Regions from separate parts of the Gossypium hirsutum genome. Here all the other regions are linked to region 2. A link is a contact called in public Hi-C data. All regions are on one chromosome and are shown on one strand. Each heading gives the region's core, a stretch centred on a gene start, on an enhancer-like site or on the middle of the called end of the contact. The rest is flanking DNA. Distances are from core to core; before and after follow the strand shown. Region 1 holds the start of LOC107930114 (ATP-dependent Clp protease proteolytic subunit 4, chloroplastic). Region 2 holds the start of LOC107938342 (nuclear transcription factor Y subunit A-4). Region 3 holds the start of LOC107930111 (putative tRNA (cytidine(34)-2'-O)-methyltransferase).

The links. Hi-C and Micro-C count contacts between places; a contact is called where the count stands out from the background.
Region 1: a contact with region 2 is called in a Hi-C map of leaf, with 2.0 times the contacts expected there. The contact joins the promoter of LOC107930114 here to the promoter of LOC107938342 in region 2. A contact is called at or near these places in 2 of 34 Hi-C or Micro-C datasets (both in leaf).
Region 3: a contact with region 2 is called in a Hi-C map of leaf, with 3 times the contacts expected there. The contact joins the promoter of LOC107930111 here to the promoter of LOC107938342 in region 2. A contact is called at or near these places in 2 of 34 Hi-C or Micro-C datasets (both in leaf).

The regions. Positions count from the first base shown.
Region 1 is chrA08:108,765,173-108,767,872 of Gossypium_hirsutum_v2.1, reverse strand. LOC107930114 (ATP-dependent Clp protease proteolytic subunit 4, chloroplastic) reads left to right here and starts at 1,333. Exons shown (of 2, transcript XM_016861685.2): 1 at 1,333-1,929. The coding sequence starts at 1,547.
Region 2 is chrA08:108,019,919-108,022,640 of Gossypium_hirsutum_v2.1, reverse strand. It overlaps LOC107938342 (nuclear transcription factor Y subunit A-4), which reads left to right and starts at 1,446. Exons shown (of 7, transcript XM_016871460.2): 1 at 1,446-2,361. LOC107938335 (protein FRA10AC1) reads left to right here. Exons shown (of 11, transcript XM_016871448.2): 11 at 173-585. The coding sequence ends at 261.
Region 3 is chrA08:108,619,775-108,622,474 of Gossypium_hirsutum_v2.1, reverse strand. It overlaps LOC107930111 (putative tRNA (cytidine(34)-2'-O)-methyltransferase), which reads left to right and starts at 1,270. Exons shown (of 9, transcript XM_041074372.1): 1 at 1,270-1,897; 2 at 2,042-2,115; 3 at 2,213-2,281; 4 at 2,388-2,446. The coding sequence starts at 1,729. LOC107930081 (terminal nucleotidyltransferase 4B) reads right to left here and starts at 661. Exons shown (of 7, transcript XM_016861645.2): 1 at 1-661. The coding sequence starts at 130.

The sequences.
Region 1 (2,700 bases), core at 84-2,583, 750 kb before region 2:
AGATTTTTTTATTTAGAATGACATGTACATAGGTGGTGTGGTATTTAACTTGGTAAAAAGAGGTTATTTTGTAAACTTTAAAAGTTTTACTTATTGTGGGTAAATTAATTAAGTACTTTAGCATTATTGGAAATGAATTAATAAGAGTTTAAATGTGTGTATGCATATGTGGTATGATTATTGGTTAAGAATGGTTGATTTAGAATTGCTTTGAATTAGGTGGTGTGGTATTTAACTTGGTAAAAAGAGGTTATTTTGTAAACTTTAAAAGTTTTACTTATTGTGGGTAAATTAATTAAGTACTTTAGCATTATTGGAAATGAATTAATAAGAGTTTAAATGTGTGTATGCATATGTGGTATGATTATTGGTTAAGAATGGTTGATTTAGAATTGCTTTGAATTGGTTTTTAAGTGTTGGATTGGTTCAAACTCTTTGCAAAGGGTTTTTTAGCAAATTTTCCAAATATTTTTGAGCAAATTTGACTTAAAGTATCGATACCAAGGGTCAGGAATCGGTACCTAGTGTTTGGAATTGAGTTTTTCAAAAATAGAATGTCAATTTGGTATCGATACCTCGGACATAGGTATCGATACCCACATGAAATTTTTGAAATTTTGAGTTCCAAAATGCCGTTTTGGTATCAACACTGGTCAAGGGTACAGATACCTTGTTAAGGTATCGATACCCTATGTTTTGGTACTGATACTTGCCCTCTATTTTTCTTAAAAAAATCATTTTTAAATCACTTTTAAACGTCAACGATTGACCGATGATGACCTCAAACATTTAAGATAATAATTAATGACTTAAATAAGTTTAAATGCTATAGTTAATGTTTGAAATTACTTACTGTTTAGTCAAGATCTCTTTAGCACCAAATGTAATAGTCCTATATCAGGTCCCAAATATCAGAACTAGTTAGGGGTGTTACACATGAATTTTGATCTAATGTGCAATTTGATATATGAACTTTGATTTGATACAATTATATACGTGGAACTTTAATTGTGGTTCAAATGTATATATGAAACTTTGATTTTGATTCAATCATACATATTTAAATAAATACATCAATATATTTTTATATTGGATAAATATAAGTATTTGTGTATGAAATATATATATAAACATAAAATAAAGCTATATCAGTAATTGTGTTAATAATTTATGAGAATTGAATCAAATAAAAAATTCATGTATAAAATTATAAATTAAACCAAAATTATATATCAATTTTAATATTTATACTTTATTTTATACTAGTTAGGCCAGCTAAAGTAACTAGGTAAATTCAGATAATATTAAAAAATATTAAATCATTTGAGACTCAATACTATACGGACTAATGTCCACATTTTTCAAAAGTATAAAGACCTCTCACATATTTAAACCTTCAGTGAAAAAAAGAGGATAACAATATTGGAACGGTATTTGCCTGATATCATATCAAGAACGAAGGGCAAAGGGGGCGGCGGCTTCGGTCGGAGTAGTTGCTTATCTGTGACTGAGTTTTCTCGACGCACCACCAACATCACAAAGCGCCATGGGTTTACTATCCCTCTCATCTTCTCTAACCCCTTCCTTCCCCTCTCTTCATCTCAAACCTAAACATAAACTCTCTCTTACTTTCCCAAACCCTTCCTTTGCGTGCTCCGCACCCACATCCAAACCCCTCTCCTCATCTCTCAAACTGAAACCTACTGCGAATTCCCTCAAATTTTCATCCCCTCAGAGCCCCGCCACCGCCATGCGAGGGGCCGAGGCCGACGCTATGGGGTTGTTGCTCAGGGAGCGAATCGTTTTTCTAGGTAACAACATTGATGACTTTGCGGCCGATGCCATTATAAGTCAGTTGCTGCTTTTGGACGCTCAGGACCCTACTAAAGATATCAGACTCTTCATTAATTCCCCTGGTGGTTCTTTGAGGTATCCCCTTTTTTTTTCCAGGATTTTATATTTGTTCTGCTGCTCTGTAACCCTAGGCAAAGATAATAATGCAGAGAACACATTGTTGCTACAACTTCTGCTCTGTTCCGTGAAATTGTTTTCTCTCTGGGAAAGAAAGAACATTTTAGTCTGCGTGTGAATCTTGGAAATACATATCCGATGATTTTATCAATGGGCATTTTCATAATTAAGAAAAAAAGAGAGAGGAGAATTCACTAATAGAACTTATTTTTCTATGAATCTTGAACTGACAAGTCATGACTTGGGTGAGTTACTTTATTGGAAAAACTCTGGCTGAAGGTACCATTTCTCAAATCTTGATCGCTTTAATATTCCCCTAACAAACTGAATAATGAATTCTCTGTTTGTTCTTCAACTAGGACACATCATTGTTTAGGTTCTTGGAAATGAAATGGCAATTTTTATTTGATGGGAGTGGGATTCTCCTTGGATATGGATTATCATTGTTTCCTGATATTTCTTGTTGAAGAAGCCTGATAGCAATGATTTAATGATCTATCTTGTTTGTAAACCCCATTTAATAGAGTAGCATCTCTAAAGCACTTATAGAATACTTCCGAACCTTAGTGCTTGATAAGCTAGCAAGTCTAACCACTAAAAATAACTCAAGTAGCCTAAAATGGACATCGGGTCATGGCTGAGCCTATGGTATAAATTTCCAGCAAGCTACAACTCTTGGTTTGTAGCATCAGCTCGAGGATGGAAACTTTATTGCTTCGTCCAAGCATG
Region 2 (2,722 bases), core at 197-2,696:
GGTTACCGAGTGTTGTAATGACTGATAACTTGGCTTTGTCAATCCGGCCTAGCTGGGGGAGTAGAGGGCACCCTTAGGCCTTATATTAGACCATTAGTTTTCACATGTTTAGGTACACCTGAATTCAGATGTGTTCATTGTCATTGTTATTTTCTCCATTCTTTTTTTCCAGGTAAAAGGGCATCATCTTCAGCTATCAATCATGAAAGTGACGATGGTGACGAAGACTTTGATAAGTACCTCGAGGGCATGTTTCCATGATTGTAGGTGAGACTCAGGTGAATTAAGTAAAAGTCTTGTAGAGTAACCCTTTTCTGTGCTGACACCGTAGTGGCCTTGGGAGAGTTGGTAGCGACATGCTGAGATACCAATTTCAGTTGAAACTTGTAAATTTGTTTTTGTTCATTCTGCTGCTCAGCCTGTAAATCGTAGTAAAAGCTTTGCCTATCAACTCACCAAATAGAGGAAGAGTGGTTATCTTACAAAGGCTGCTAAAAGAATGTGAAAGTTTTTTAGGTGGTGTGCGATGTTTTCTTATGGAGAATGGAGTTTTATTTATTAATACAAATGAGGTGGGTGGTTTAATTTTGTTTCCTTTATTAGTAAAACAAAAAGGGAAAAGCAAGGCTTTCTTTTCATTTGCATAGCGTAAGAAGTGAGAAAAAGTAAAATCTACATCTACATTACATATGTGTCGATGATGATGAGAGGGCCTCTAGTCTGGTGATGTTGACTAAAGCGCAGCAATCTTTTTAATACAATATCAATTCCTCCATCCATAACTGATGCTAGTAGTGTACTTAGTTTGGTAGTTGCTACTGCGTAGCCTCTTACCCTGTCTCAACTGTATAAGACATACCTACGCTTTCGTCTGCGACTGCCTCGACGTTTACACTCTCTTATTATTTTCTACTATTTTTGAAAGGGAATAAGTTCTTTGGTTTAGTTGATAATGTACAGATTTGGATCAAGAAAATTATTCCACCTACAGTTAATTGTTTTGGGGGGTGTCTTGTTACCTAGGATGAAAACAATAATGGCGTGGTTAAAGGGGGACATAAAACGCCGTTAAGCAAGCGACGATGGTTGGCAAGTGAAAAAGACAGAATGATAAAAAATAGTAAGAACGTGGCAAGATCTAAATAACATGGACCTCAACGATGTCATCCTGATCACACGACACGTGGTGTGTGCATAACATGTGTCACCGCTGTCAACCATGTCTCTCTGTCCGGTGTCCACGCCACTCTTTTTTGTCATGTAATAAAACTGGAATTTAATAATAATAATAATAAAAGAAGAAGAAGAAAGAGCGCCTCTTGGAATCTGTCTCGGATCCAAACCCAACCCTAGTTCTAATTTTGCCATTTTCAACAGTTCCTTGGATCTGTATAATCGGGTAATGAGTATTAATTATGAAAAAAGGGAAGAAAAAGAATTGAATAACACTTGACAAAAGCTCCTCAACCAGAGTTGTATGATTAGAAAAAGAAGGAATTGTAGCTGAAGCTTTGCTGAAAATAGTATGATCTTAAAAAGAAGCAAAAGAAAGGAGTCCACTCCACAGCCGTTGGAAAAAAGAGATGATGACAAGTTGAAATTCCCACTGCCTACTTATTTGCTTGACCCACTACCATAAAATCATCTCCACCCACTACTTTATTTTTATTATTTTATCTTATATGTACCCGATAACATTGTTTGATTTAAGTATTTCCCACTATTTAACCATTTTTTCTTTTTTAGGAATATTTAATTACAACGAGGTCTTTTTTACATTTATATACTAATAATTAATTTTTAGGATTTTATTTTTATATTTTATAGAAATTTAAAAGTTAGTTTAATTGTTGATAAAAACATGAATTTCAATTATTAGTTTTTATTAATTTGTTACATCTAAAATTCTAAATTATTGATTTTTGTTAATTCCTTATAAATTAATTTTTAAATCAGGTTTAACAATGCTAATTAATTGGATTAAATTTTTAATTTTCATAAAATATATGTAAAAAAACGTTGCAATTCATAATTATATTATAAATATAAATATTCGAAAAAGTATAAAATAAAGTAATTTGTGTGATAAATTAATCTATTTGGAGAAATTTGGAAAGGTTCGTAGTTACAGCTTCAGTTTCTACCTTATAAAAGACAAAAAGTTCGACATTTGTGTCAATGAAACAAATAAAAACCTCTTATTAAAATTTTAAACATATAAATAAAGATAATTTATTAAGCTTGATAGATTTGTCTTTCTCTATGTCTCTGTTATGGTTGCAGAGAGAGAGCCAAACTGAATCAATCTCTAGGCATTTGCTTCTCCAATTCCAATCTTCTTTTTCTTTTTCTTCTTTTACTGTAAGTTCTCTGTTTTTATCCTTTTTTAAATTTATTCTCTTAAAAGATCTTTCTTTTTCCTGTTTTTGATTCAAAATTTTCGAGTCATCTTAGGGTTTTAATTTAGCATCTTGTAAAAAACTTCCCTTTTTGGTTTGATGTTATGGGAATTTGCTCTTTTGATGAGAAATTTGGAGGAGATAAGAAGATTAGCATGAATTGTGGGGGGTGGAATTAGAGATAACCAGATGCAAAATTAGAAATTGAATTACCCTGTTGTATTAAGTTCGGCTTGATTTTGAATAAGATTTCGAGGATCAGTTTCTTTTTTAGGTGCTAGTTTTGATTGTCGAAGTTCTAAATTTTTATATCAGTTGAACTT
Region 3 (2,700 bases), core at 21-2,520, 600 kb before region 2:
GCACAGCTGCATCACGTGCTGCTTGCTCTTCGGGAGTAGGGGATAGAAAATCACAAAAGTCCACTATTTCTGCAACGCCCACCATGGTGGGAAGTATTAAAATATGCCCCATCTGCCTCAAGACCCACATCTGATTCCCCGGTGGTTCAAAAGATGCCACATCTGCCTCAAGACCCACAGCTTATTCAACAGCTTATGCCCTTGTGATTTGTTGCTTCCAAGGTTTTCGATTGGTCTTATTTCTACCCGGGTTTCAAGCCATCGTCTCAGTCATGGCCTAAGATAAGCCAACATTGAAAATGGCTTCTTCAACATTGAAAATGGCTTACCGATTTCAAAAGGGGAAGGGGAAGGGGAAGGGGAAAGGGGAGAAGAAGTGTCAATTTCCGGAAAATGTCTTACCAATTTCAAAAGAGTAAGACATTTTCCTTAAAAAAAAGCCCTCCTTTTCCTGTGTTTTGTAAAACATTTTACCCTGGAAAATCATTTTCAAGCAACCAAACATCAGAAAAGCCTGAAAATCTTTTACGGAAAAGCTTTTACAGGTTACCAATCGGACCAGGATAAAAGGGACGCAGTCGATCTAGCCGCTGATGGGTTGGGTTGGGGTGGGGTGGGGTTTATATAAAGTATTTAGATTATTTTTTTTAAGTCTAGGTCTAGCTTAAAAAATAGATTTATTTTTTTTGTTTAAATTTATTCTGATTTAAGAAAAAATAAATTCAGTCCGACTTGATTTATTCATATTTAATTTTTCTAAAAATATAATACACTAGTTAAAAGATAGAAAATCATTTGGTATTCTAAAATGAATGAATAAAAAAATTAATGAAGGAGTTATATCAATACAATTTATTTTAAAATAGATAACATAAATTAGTACTAGAGCAATGGTAAAATAGACTCAACCAACACTATCTGACTCAAAATAAATAGAATTTAGATGAAAAAAAATATTAATTCATTATCTAATTAAAGATTAAAATAATTTTTTAACACATTAAAAAATAATTATATTAAATGTTTTATTATATTAAAAAATTAAAATAAATATAATAAATATTTTATTGAGCTAAATATAAATTATTATTTTTCTTAGATTTTGTACAATAATTATTGAATTAATAATTTAATATAAATATAAATATATATAATTATTATTTAATATATATAATTAATATAATATTATTTTATAACATTGGGTTGGGTCTGGAGAAAAATATTTACTCAAAATCTAACCCATATAAAAAAATGATCTTAAATTTCATTTAAATCTATTTTTCGAATCTCTCGTATTTTGCTTAAACTCTTCTGGCGGATGAGGCGGCCCAAGTTCAAGTCGATCTCTCGATTGAGCAAAGAAAAAAGAAAAGAAAGGAGACCTGTATCTTGTTAAGATTGAGTGGAAGAGGCAGAGGGAATCGTCGTTTTGATCTGAGCCACCCAGCCTTCCTTTCCAACCAGGGAAAAACCCTTTATTTTATTTTATTTTTTAGTTTTATAAAGGAAGGAGGACATTAGGAAAGGTAGCAGGCCAAGGCCAAGAGGGTTAAAGAGAAAAAGAAGAAGAAAAACTGGGTTATTTACTTAGTGATAGTAATTAGTAAGTAATATGTATTAGTGAAGTTATCCAGTGATCCCACCCAGAGAGAAAGAAAGGTCAAACCCAATAGGTGTAGCATTTTATCTGCATTGGTATCTGTCTCTCTTTTGAGCGTAAGAGCAAGAATGAGAGCAGTCCCATATTATTCCCAATCCCATCTTCTTCAAAGCCTAAGACATATTAACAATACTTCTTCTCTTTCTTTGTTCCCAAACTTTCGCCCTTCTTCCCTACGCATACCACGCCTCTCTTCTTTCTCTAATACCAGGGCTGACACTCACACTAAGACTAAGAGTAAGACCCTTTTCTCTCTCCACTGATATATGTATATATGCTTGTTTTTTGGTCTTAATTAATTAAGTTTCTTAATTAATTAAGTTCACTGCCTTTCTTAATCTTCTTTCTTTGTGGGCTGGGTTGTTGCTGAAGTTGAAACAGGAAATGGGAACAACTCTCTGCCTGCCCCTGACCCCCAACAAAAATTGCTTCAAGTCGTCTTAGTTTCTCCTCAGGTATCTACTGTATTTTTCATCTTTAACGTGTTTTAGCTCATATACAAGCACCTCTACTTAATTGTTTTCCCTTTTCTGCCCTTGCCCATCCCTTCAGATTCCTGGAAATGCAGGTTGCATTGCAAGAACATGCGCTGCCTCAGCTGTTGCCCTTCACCTTGTTGGGGTATCTTTTTCTCTTCTCTTCTCTTCTCTCTTTTTTGTTTTACTTTACTTATTTTTGCCAACCTTGACCTTTTATTTAAGATGCTTCTGCTGTTGTATTTTTTCAGCCATTAGGATTTAAAGTGGATGATACTAAATTAAAACGTGCTGGACTGGATTACTGGCCGTATCCTCCCATATTTGTGTTCTTTAGATACCTTTTTTCCTGCTGAATGAAATGCATGGACACCCTTTCTCTCTATTTTCAATTTAAGATTCTATTCAAATTGGGCACTTCCTAATTGTTCATCAGTTCATAGTACAGTTTGGCATATATTTTTCTATCCTCGCAAACAAGTTTTCATATATAAATTATAGCCTCAAAGGCTTCCCATTTAGCATAGTTTACAAAGATTGACCCAAATCGCATTTGATCCACTT